2 separate regions of the Oryctolagus cuniculus genome follow, and region 2 is linked to region 1. Evidence: chromatin contacts called from public Hi-C data. All regions are on one chromosome and are shown on one strand. Each heading gives the region's core, a stretch centred on a gene start, on an enhancer-like site or on the middle of the called end of the contact. The rest is flanking DNA. Distances are from core to core; before and after follow the strand shown. Region 1 holds the start of DTD2 (D-aminoacyl-tRNA deacylase 2). Region 2 holds the start of HECTD1 (HECT domain E3 ubiquitin protein ligase 1).

Region 1 (5,795 bases), core at 987-3,486:
TTGAAGCTGTCTGTGTACAAACCTTCAACCCAAAAAATAAAATAAAGGAAATGTTTCTTCAGTGTCTATTCACTACTGCCCTCTGCAGGTAGAAGGGAAGAATACTGAGCCACAATCTATTACATCACCTACAGCAATGTCCAGGAGATCCTCATCCAATAGGAAGATTTAAAGTAATTGGTGATTTTTGCAAAGCTATTCACCAGTGAGACTTCATTTATTTCCAGAAATAAAGTTATTCATAATTTTTAAAGGCCCCTCACTGTGGAAAGATGTTTTTCACACACAAAAAATTATTTATTCATTTATTTGAAAGATGGGATGATAGAGAGTGGGACAAAGAGATCTTCCATCCACTGGTTCTTTCTTTAAGTGGCTGCAACAGCCAGGGTTTGTCCAGGCTGAGGCGAGGAGCCCAGAGCTTTATGCTGGTCTCCCACATGGGTGGCAGGGGCCCAAGTACTTGGACCATGCCTTCTCAGGCACATTAGCAGGGACACAAACTGGAAGCAGAGTAGCCAGATGGTGCTCCATCAGGAGGTGGTTGCTGCCTGCTGCTTAGCTCACTGCACCACAAAGCTGGTCCATGTGGGAAGATCTCTGGGAACCATAAACCCTATTTTCTTGTTAAAAAAAAGATTTATTTATTTTATTTGAAAGAGTTACACAAAGAGAGAAGGAGAGGCAGAGAGAGGGAGAGAGAGGTCTTCCATCTTCTGGTTCACTCCCCAATTGGCTGCAACAGACGGAGCTGTGCCAGTCCAAAGTCAGGAGCCAGGAGCCTCCCCCAGGTCTCCCATGCAAGTGCAGAGGCCCAAGGACTTGGGCCATCTTCTACTTCTTTCCCAAGCCATAGCAGAGAGCTGGATATTGGAAGTGGAAAAGCTGGGACTCAGACTGGCACCCATATGGAATGCTGGCACTGCAGTTGGCGGCTTTACCCGCTATGCCATAGCACTGGCCCCAAAGCCTATTTTCACTAAACCTCCTTATCCCTGACATCCAGATGCAGATGGACACAAAGCCCTTTCTTCTAGGCTAAAGATCTCTATGTCAAAGTTCCCTCCAAATTTATGTCTGGTAGAGAGAGAAAGAGAAAAAGAGACTTAAGAGTTGCAATGACATAAAGATGCATACATTAAGCAATTCAATTGTTCTGTACTTGCAGACAAATGTCAATGAATATCAGAACCCCTGTAATGCAGCAATCAGATATGTGAGATTTTGCTGCTGCTTTTTAAAAATAAAAGTTTAAGACAGGTTACAAGATAACTACCAAACATGCAGCTTAAATTTTGTGTACAAAGGGCTATTGACTATGCATGGATTATTTTTTTAGTCACACTACTTTGTATGGATAGCAACACTGTCAGTGATGTCATCTGCTAAAACTACAGGCCAGAATGTATAGGCATATTGTGCCAACTGAGGCCAAATCAATGACCTGGGTAATGCAATCAGGGTAACACTATTATTCTTCATCCAAACCCTCCAAGCCTGTAGAAAAATACATGCTAATCTGATGCATGTTTAAGGAATGTGTTGCGTGGGAAAGAAAAATCAAGCCCTTGTTTAACTTTATTTGCATCCTAATACGTACTCATAGAAAATGCATTGCAAAATTTAATATTGTATGTGCATCAGGATATGTTGTTTTATTTTTGCAGCAGGTTAAATAACTTATTAGGTATCACATACTTTCCTATATAAGCATGCTTTTACAGGGGATATTCCCTAGAGAATTGATCTCCAAGTGTGTATTCATAGAGCATATCAATACTTTTCACAACCGTGAATCAGAATGATTAATAGCATTCCTGACAGAGGAGGCAGTACCGTTTTATTGATTAGGGTAAGGAAAATTTTGAAAGATTTATAGCTTTTAGTTCCATCTGCACTTGCCGCCAGATCAATCGATTCGTTACATTTACCTATTTTCATTAAGTAACATAACACGGACCTCCATCAAGCTTATTTAAAGGTTTTTAACCTCTGGAAACCTAAGCTTTCTGAGGTGAAAAATGTTTCTACAAAATGTGTGTAGCAAAGACCCAATGAGCCTTTTCACTGGTTTCAAATATACACTGAACAGCTTCTACAGAATCACTCCCCAACTGCGGAGGGGCTTAGCAGAGCTTTGTCTTTGAAGACAGAACATCCGGGACACCCCAGGGACACCCCCCCGAGGCCCCGCCCCCAGAGCGGCTGGGGCGGTCCCTCCGTCGTGCCCCGCCCCGTCCCGTCCTCCTTGCGGGCAGTCCAGGGGCGGAGCCTCCGGGGCGCGCGGCCGGAACCGGTGGGATCCTGGGGCTAGGGCTGCAGCAATGGCCGACGGTGGCCGAACGCCTCAAGCCCGTGCGCTCCTACAGCAGTGTCTGCACGCGCGGCTGCAAGTTCGCCCGGCCGAGGGGGACGCCGCGGCCCAGTGGGTTGAGGTAACGTCGGCCCGGCAGCCCCGGTTGTCGTCCTGCGCCGGGGGGCAGCCCTCTCCGCGTTGTCTTGGTGACCGGCCTCGCTTCTGGCCCGGCGTGCGGGCCGCTTGGTTCCCTGGCGTGGGCTGTGGGCCGCGCGGGACGTCGCGGCGGCCGGTGTGCCCGACGCTGCCCACGGAGGCTTTCCCGCGTTGCGGGCCCTCGGCGGGTGGAACCTCCTCACGCGGTCTGCTGCCTGAGCGCGGTGGACGTCTCGTCCGTGTGGGACGGGGCCTGTGACGGTCTGGCTCGAGCTTGTAGGTCTGGTTTGCTGCTTTGACGTGGCCTCCGCGTGGCGTCGAATGGCCGCTCCCGGCGGCTGCAGCTTGGTCTTCGGTACTAGGCCGTTGTGCAGAGTTCGCAGCGAACTATTGTACTTCAAGAAAAAGAAAAATCTGACCCATTTGCAAGTCCGATACAAAGACCTCTACATTTATAATAACGAAGCATTGTTCTCGAGCCCGTTTCTTCCAAAGAATTGAAAACATTTATGTCGGTACTTGTATCCTTGCCTTATTGAGGCCTGCGCCCACTCCATGCGAAAAGATTAAGATGTTCCTTAAGGCCCCTGACATATTTGGGGGAGTAAGTTGAAATGCATGAAGACGATTAGTTCATAACTAAGACTTTCTGAGGAATCAGGAACTTTAATGTGGGAGAATTTAAAGTAAACATCTTCTACATTGGGTTCCAGATCTTACATTCCTTAACACAATCCAAGTCATTGATTTTTTTTTATTTATTTATTTATTTATTTATTTATTTTTTTGGACAGGCAGAGTTAGAGTGAGAGACAGAGAAAGGTCTTTTTCTATTGGTTTACCTCCCAAGTGGCAACCACATCCGGCGTGCTGCGTGGATCTGATGCCAGGAGCCAGGTGCTTCTCCTAGTCTCCCATGCGGGTGCAGGGCCCACGGACCTGGGCCATCTTCCACTGCCCTCCCCGGCTACAGCAGAGAGCTGGACTGGAAGAGGAGCAACCGGGACCGGACCGGCGCCCCAACTTTGACTAGAACCCAGGGTGCTGGCGCGGCAGGCAGAGGATTAGCCTAGTGAGCCACCACGCCGGCCCCAAGTCATTAATTGAAATACTACCCGTGAACTATGGCATGTGGATGATTTTTTTTAAGATTTTGTTTATTTATTTGAGACGAAGAGTTACAGAGAGGGAGAAACAGACAGAAAGGTCTTCCATCTGCTGATTCACTCGTCAAATGGCCACAGTGGCCTGAGATGGGCCAATTCAAAGCCAGGAGCAGGTGCTGGGGCCCAAGCACTTGGGCCATCTGCTGCTGCTTTCACAGGCCATAGTGGAGAGCTGGATTGGAAGAGGAGCAGCCATATGGGATGCCATCACCACAGGCAGAGGCTTTGCCTCCTATGCCACAGCGCCGGCCTGTGGATGATTATCTTAAATCAGAATCTGTTACTGTGTGCTGTTTTGATAAGTATAAATTTAATAAGTATAAAAGTTCCTATTTTCTCACCTCTCCCCTCTTCTCGAAACCTCATTTTTCTCATTTGTGTTAATGAGTTTTTGTTGAAGTGTTGATTTTCTTCCATATTTGAAATTTTATTCTCTTTACATTTGCTATCCTATCTGAAGAATCACCTATTTTTATAGTTGCCTACTAGCACTCTGAATTCCGAGTTGGTAATCATTTAGATTCCTTCTATTCCTCTTTATCTTTTTTATATTCTTTGTGCCACATCTCATTATAGAAAAATCACAGATAGTTTATTGCAGACTTCCAAACTATTGGTTTGTGCTTATACATTTTAAAAGGTTTTTGTAAAAGGCTTTCCCTTCCACTCCCACACACATGAGTAAATTACAGAGCTGGCAACTAATTAGATGGTGAGAATTCTTTCTCAAACACTTTCCCCTGTTCTGTTATTGAAAGTTTTTTTTTTTTAGAAGCAGTGTTTTAATTGTCAAAAGATTTGAAGGGTATTTTGCTGTTTCAGTTGTTTAGAACTTTGCTATCACAGATAAATGTTTTTCTTCCTGAAAACTGAGTATTTCTAAGCCACAGTGAAAATTACCTGTGCTTTTTTAAAAAAATTTTTTTAAAGATTTATTTCCTTGAAAATCAGAGGGACAGAGAGAGAGAGAGAGATCTTCCGTTTGCTGCTTTACTCCGCAATGGCCACAACAGCCAGGTCTGGGCCAAGCAAAAGTCAGAAGCCAGGGACTCCATCCTGGTCTTCCACATGGGTGGCAGGGGCCCAAGATACTTGGATCATCTTCTGCCTTTCTGGGTACATTAGCAGGAAGCTGGATCAAAAGCAAAGCAGCCAGGGCGCAAATCAGTACTCCTATATGGAATGCCAGCATCAAAAGTAGCGGCTGCACCACAGTGCCAGCTCCTGCACTTTTCTACATACAATCTGACCTTCAGCTTCTGTGGGTTCTGCGTTCATGGATTCAACCAACCTCAGAAAATATTTGGGGGAAAAATGCATCTATACTGAACATGTACGTACTTTTTATCAATTCTAAAAAATTACAAATTTTTATAAATTAGGCTTTCTAAAACTAGGTGGTTTTTTTTTTGCAATATAGTATAACAGCTACTACATAGTATTTACATTGTGTTAGGTATATAAATAATGTAGAGATTATTTAAAATATAGGAGAAAGTGGGAGAGGTGTGAGTTTGGCCTAGTGGTTAAAATGCCCACATCCCATATAGGAGTACCTGGGTTTGTTACCCAATTCTGGCACCTGCTAGTATAGGTTCTCGGATATAGTGATGGTTCAAGTGACTGGGTTACTTGAGACCATATGGGAGACCTGGATTGAGCTTCTGGCTCCTGGCTCAGCCCCAGCCCAATCTAGGCCACTGTAGGCATTTGAGGAATGAGCCAGCAATTGGGAGTTTTTCTCTGTCTCTCAGATAAAAAAATCTTTTTTTCTCTGAAGTCTGTCACTAACCTGGTGACTGACTGTGCCTTGAGGCCTACAGCCAGTGAATAAAATCAACACTTACTCTTCAAGGACTCTAGCACACTAAGGCAATAGCTAATACCCAAGCATGACTCTCGCCTCAATTCAGATAAGTATTTTTAGAAAAATAAAGGATATGAAAGAATGTGTATAGGATATATGCAAATATTATGCCTTTTTATATAAGGAACTTGAACATCCACCAGAGGTCCTGGAAACAATTCCTCATGGATAATGAAGATGAACTGTATTTGAAATGTTTTATAACAAAGAAGCTACAATAAAAATTGTGACTTGAAGAGAGACATCTGTAGGTCACAATTTATGATATACCATTAGGATAAATAAAAATATCTTGATGAGGCGAGGCTAT
Region 2 (5,795 bases), core at 1,298-3,797, 250 kb after region 1:
TTCAGTACTTCATTCTTTTCCTTTAATGTTCTCCTTGTAGGACCTCATGATTATTTTTTTAAAGATTTATTTATTTATTTATTTGAAAGGCAGTGAGTGTGTGTGTGTGTGTGTGTATGAGAGAGAGAGAGAGAGAGAAGGGAGAAAAAAAGAGAGACAGATCTTCCATCTGCTGGTCCATTCATTCTCCAAATGGCCACAATAGCCAGAACTGGGCCAGGCCAAAGCTAATAGCTTCAAACTTCCTCTGGGTCTCTCACATGAGTGGCAGTGGGTCAAGTACTTGAGTCATCCTCTGGTGTCTTCCCAGGCGCATTAGCAGGGATCTGGATCAGACACAAAACAGCCAGGACTCAAAGCCACACTGATATGGGATGCCTGCGTTGCAGATGGCAGCTTAGCTCACTGCACCACCCCTGCACCATAATGCTGGCCAGGCCCTCATGTTTCAATTCTCTCTTTGTGTTTGAATTTAAAATAACAATGTAAAAACACTTTACTGTAAAAGCACAATAAAAGTCACAGCATGGTTTTGATAAAGTGTCTTTAAAGCACACTAAGGTTGTTTACCTTAGCCATAGGAAGTTACTGGTGCAGGTAGATACAGTGCAGGAATAAAGGAAAAGATACTTTTTAAATTTAACAGAAGTATATATCTCTTTTGTCTTTTAAAAATTATTTATTTATTTTATTTGAAAGGCATAGCAAGAGAGAGACACAGAAAGTGCTCCTATTACCAGTTCACTCTTCAAACGTTCAAATGGCCTAGCCTGGACCAGGCCAAACAGGGGAGCCAGCAATTCAAATCAGGTCTCCTATATAGGTGGCAGGGACCTAAGGACTTGAGCCATCACACGCTGTCTCCCAGGGTGCACATTAGCAGGAAGCTGGAATCAGAAGTGCAGTCAGGACTTTGTTACGAGGATTTGGGTGTTCCAAGAAGGGTTTTAACTGCTGTACCAACTGTCTGACCCTCTTGTTTACTCCTAGGGCCAAGTCTAGGCCTTCCTGTTGGGCTTTCCCACTGTTAGGGCAGGGCAGAAACCTCCCAGCCAATGCCCTTGTCTAGGTTGCTCTTTGCAGCCCATTCTGGACACTCTCAGCATATAAATTCTCCACTTTTTCCAGGATTCTAGTCCAGAACTGGCTGCTTGGCTCAGCCTAATTTCTGCATCTGCACCTTCAAGGCTCTCCACATTTGATTCCTCTTCTGTGGCTCAACGCCGGTTCTTTCCCCTTCACTTTATCTTTGAACAAAACCAGGTTTCACTTGTATTCTTCCCACTCCCCAGCGTCTACACTTCACCCATTCAAGGTCCAGAAAGCAATGCCACCTCCTCCTTGAAGATTTTCCTGGCAGCTGCAACTTACACTCACTGTTTTTAAATCATTATTCTGATAGTGTTGTACCTGTGACAAGGCAGTCACATTTTTCATCATCTTCTCTTGATTCGACTTGTTAATAGCAGACCTGGGGGCCCACTGCCTGCGACACTGGGACATGTGCTGACAGCTAACTGCAGGGCAAATCTGTAATTTCCAAAATATTGGTTCTTAGAAATACATGGCAATTTCATAATTGCCTAAGGGAACATGTCTTCACTACCACCATGTACTATTAGGAGTCTCTGAGACGTGGGCTTATTTATCTCACAAACCAGAAGGATTTATTTAATATTTTTTGTTAAAAGCTATATTCACATTTCCAATTCAGCACATCCGAAACATCTCCGAGTGCGTCCTATAAGCAGGTGTATTTTACTTTCAATGCACGTGAAATAAAAAGTACGGACCACGGACCTATCTGTGGCCACAGGCAAAGGAGCCAGAGTCCCCTCTCGGTGCTGCTGCTTACTGGGACGCTCTCGGGACTGAATTTACCGAGGCTGCCTCGGAACCTCGGTTCTGAACAATGCCGATAACACAGTACCTATTTTCCAGGGTGGTTGTGAAACGTTTCCTTTCTGAAGCGCGGGGCTGTTTGCCGCCCGGCACCGAAGGGAGGCGCTTTTCCTCACGCCAGGAGCGGCGACCGGAGGCGTCGAGGCCAGCTGACAGGGGAGCGCGGGTCCCGCGGGCGGGGAGGCTCGGCCGGGACAGCTTGGGCCCAGCGCTGCACGGAGGGGACTTCCGCAGCGCCGCGCGAAGCGTTCGCCACGGAGCCAAACGAGCGGAGCGTGCGTGCTCGAGCGCGCGCGCGCGCGCGCGGGCGGTCGGGGGCGCGCTCGGACTCGGGCCGAGCAAGAAAGGCGCTAACTAGCCAGGGTGTGCGCTGGGAAAACTACAGCCCGAGGGAGCCCAGCCCGGGCCGCGGGGGGCGAGAGCGCCCGGAACCCGGCGGCGGCGCGCCCGGCGCCCGGGGTTGGCGCCCCCGCGCCGCGGGTCGGCCATCTCCGCAGCGCCCCAGGTGGTGGCCGGCGGGGTCGCCGGCGGGAGAACAGATTCGCTCCGCCTCCGCCGGGCTCGGCTGCCCTCGGCAGCCTCCCCGCCCGGCTCTCGCTCGACCCTCCCCTCTCCCCCCGCCCGAATCACGATGGACGCGGCCTCCCCCCGCTGCCGCCGGCAGCACCGCGCGGGCCTCCCTCTGAACTGCAGGGCCTGAGGAGCCGCGTGCGGGGGACGGGACCTGCGCTGGCTGGCTGCCGCCGCTCAGGGGAACCTCTCGCTTCCCTGTCACCAGGTCCCCGCGGAGGAAGGGGAGGGACGAGACTCGGCTTTTCCTGTGCCGCCTGCCCGGTTCGACCTGCGCGGCCTGCGGCTTCCTGGGAACTCGAGGGCCGCGGCTGGGCCTGGCTCTGCCCGCGGCCTGCTGGGAGCTGGACCGAAGCGGTTTGGGACGACAAGCCTGGGTAAGAGCCTGTGGGAAGGGGAGGCGGGGATGCCTCCGGTCGTCGGAAGGGCAGGCCTAGGTTCCGGGATCCGGGACGCCCGGCGGCGAGCGGGGAGCGAGACCCCAGCGCCGGCTGAGGTCGGCCGGGCTGCTGCCGACTCTTCTGCTTGGCCCCTTTGTTTCCCTCCCTGGGCCGTTCTGGCGGCGGGGCCTGGCTTGCCGGCGCTGGAGCCCACGGCGGGCTCCTCTTGCCCTTGAGAAGAAGGGAGGGTTCGCGGCCCGGCCGGGGCCAGGGACGTCCCTCCGGGCCTCCGAGTTCCGGGCGCCGCTCTCAGGAGACCGGCCGCCCTGCTTGGCTCGGCAGCCCCCTCCGGCCCCGGAGGCTTTTGCTGCTGCTTCTGCCGATCTTCGGTCCCTCCTAAACAGGTGGCTAACTTGATGGGGTTTGGTGCGGGGGAGGCAGAGCGCTTGTTGGGTCGGTCCCGCTGGTCGCCGCCGTTGGCTGCCCACCGCGACCCTACGCTTGATTTCTACACCTGCAGCTGGGTTAGGTGGGATCCACAGCGCTCCTCTGATCAGGGCGCTAAAGAGGAGCTTTTATGATGGCTGGTCTGAAGGGGCAACTTCTCGGTTTCGCTTATATATATATTCTTTAGCCAACTGCCCATCCCCACGGGAAAAGAGAGCCCTAGAGTGGCCTATATTCTGATCCGTAACCTGTTAGTCCATTGCACATACTTTCTAGCGTTTCTTTTTAAAGTTTTAAGGACATTTGCCAAGACTGTCAACATTCATTGACCAAGTCTTTATTCATAAATAGATCTCGTATCTAATTATCGTTTGTAGTTGTACATCGTTAAATAGGGGTAAGTAAATTGAGAAGCAGGATTTGTGGAATCGGAGGTAACTTTACAGGAGAAACTGAATTTGGAAAGGGAAAGGATTAAAATGCCTTGAAAATACAGAAAAGGACCCGTATCTGAAGATCAGTTTTGAGTGTAGATAGAAGAGGGGAAGAAGTTTGCTGCGGGGGAAAAAAAACTGTAGTAGTAGTTCTTTGCCTTTTGGCACAGTCATTTAGTGATAGCAGCGTGGGATCCGAAGCTTGTGTGGTTGTGTTTGACGAAGACAGCGCTGGTTTCCAGTTAAGCAGCAACATAATCAGCTTATGCCTTGTGCAAAACTGCGTTTTATTTAGTGTGGTATCTGAATGTTAAACCCAAGGAATAAGTTGGAAAACTACATTGAACACCGTGATCCAGAAGACATACTTCACGATTTTTTTAATTTGTAGGAGGATACCATGAACATTTAATTTATGCAGAAGTAAATGAAGACATTTTAAAACTCAAGCTGATTAGTCTTGGAAATTTAAAGGACTTTTTTTTTTTTCCCTTTTCAAATTTAAGCAGAGGCTTTTAAAAAACCATGGCGGACGTGGATCCAGATACGTTGCTGGAATGGCTACAGATGGGACAGGGAGATGAAAGGGATATGCAGCTAATAGCCCTGGAACAGCTATGCATGCTGCTTTTGATGTCTGACAACGTGGATCGTTGTTTTGAAACGTAAGTGCATTCCTTCATCATCTTCCTTTGGGTTTTGCTGTATTGACATCTGTTTTCAAACATTGCTGACTTCAATTTGTGTAGAAATTTCTCTGGTGAATTTTTAAAGTGTATTTTAAAACACTTCTTTAAAGTTTTGCGTTTACACTTTTCTGAGGAATAGAAAAAGGTAACTGTAGTACTGATAATTTTGTTTACACAAATATGTATTTGTTGAATGAATGGTAATTAGTAGAAATACTAATTTTAATCCATAGCTTGGCTGGTTGATTTTCAAAATATGTTGTAAGCTGGGGACAATGCAGATACTTATCTTCTTTAAAGCTAGCTAGTTCTGTACTATGAAATTGACTTATAGAATAAGAGAAATGATAATGAACATGTTTTGAACAGCCCATTTCTTCATCTGTGTTAAATCTACTTTTGTTAAAGCAAATCATTGGTTTGTAAATTTTGATTTGGGGTGGGATAAATTGGATGTTAACCATGTAGCATACTTTTTAGAATAGTAGAAACATTTTTAGTACTGTGAATTTAAATAATTTATTCAGAAGCTATAACATAGAATTTGTGCAAAAATGAAAAAGATTTCATTACTACATAGACCATTGCAGCTGATTTTCTTCTTATATAAGTGATGCTTATCCTTTCAGATTAACCATTCTTCCGAGTGCTGAACACATTTGTTTTTTACTGCTGCTTTATTATATTTACAGTTTTGAATTCCAGGAATAAGTAAAGGAAAACTCTATAGTGTTTCTGCATTTCTTTTAATGTCATTTTAAAGTAATTAGAAGAGAATGTTTGCGATGTTGACCTAAAATTTGGTATAATTATCTTAATATCTTTGCAGTGGAAATAAAGGCTGCATTACTAAATTGACAAAATATTTTAACTGTCTTCCTTTTTGGCTGTATAATAACTTTTAATTGTAAATCTTATTAAAACAGTACTTTTAAGGTAAAAATGCGGCCGGTACCGCAGCTCAATAGGCTAATCCTCTGCCTGCGGCGCCAGCACTCCGGGTTCTAGTCCTGGTTGGAGTGCCGGATTCTGTCCCAGTTGCTCCTCTTCCAGTCCAGCCCTCTGCTGTGGCCCGGGAGTACAGTGGAGGATGGCCCAGGTCCTTGGGCCCTGCACCTGCATAGGAAACCAGGAGAAAGCACTGGGTCCTGGCTTCGGATCAGCGCAACACGCCGGCCACAGCGCACCAGCTGTAGCAGCCACTTGGGGAGTGAACCAACAGAAAAAGGAAGACCTTTCTCTCTGCCTCTCTCTCTCTCTCACTGTCTAACTCTGCCTGTCAAAAAATAAAAAAGGTAAAAATCCTTAAGTTTCCAGATAACAGTCAGTGAGTAGTCCATTTATTTGTTAGCTTTTTTTAAAAAGATTTTATT

The links. Hi-C and Micro-C count contacts between places; a contact is called where the count stands out from the background.
Region 2: a contact with region 1 is called in a Hi-C map of an unstated tissue, with 1.7 times the contacts expected there. The contact joins the promoter of HECTD1 here to the promoter of DTD2 in region 1. A contact is called at or near these places in 2 of 6 Hi-C or Micro-C datasets (skin fibroblasts and an unstated tissue).

Annotation. Positions count from the first base shown.
Region 1 is chr12:43,930,711-43,936,505 of mOryCun1.1, forward strand. DTD2 (D-aminoacyl-tRNA deacylase 2) reads left to right here and starts at 2,237. Exons shown (of 2, transcript XM_051822748.2): 1 at 2,237-2,435. The coding sequence starts at 2,325. It overlaps LOC127484032 (small nucleolar RNA SNORA3/SNORA45 family), which reads right to left and starts at 5,527; the gene lies at 5,398-5,527.
Region 2 is chr12:44,179,877-44,185,671 of mOryCun1.1, forward strand. It overlaps HECTD1 (HECT domain E3 ubiquitin protein ligase 1), which reads left to right and starts at 2,548. Exons shown (of 43, transcript XM_070053782.1): 1 at 2,548-2,849; 2 at 4,243-4,398. The coding sequence starts at 4,259. LOC138844637 (a long non-coding RNA gene) reads right to left here and starts at 2,158. Exons shown (of 2, transcript XR_011380779.1): 1 at 1,931-2,158.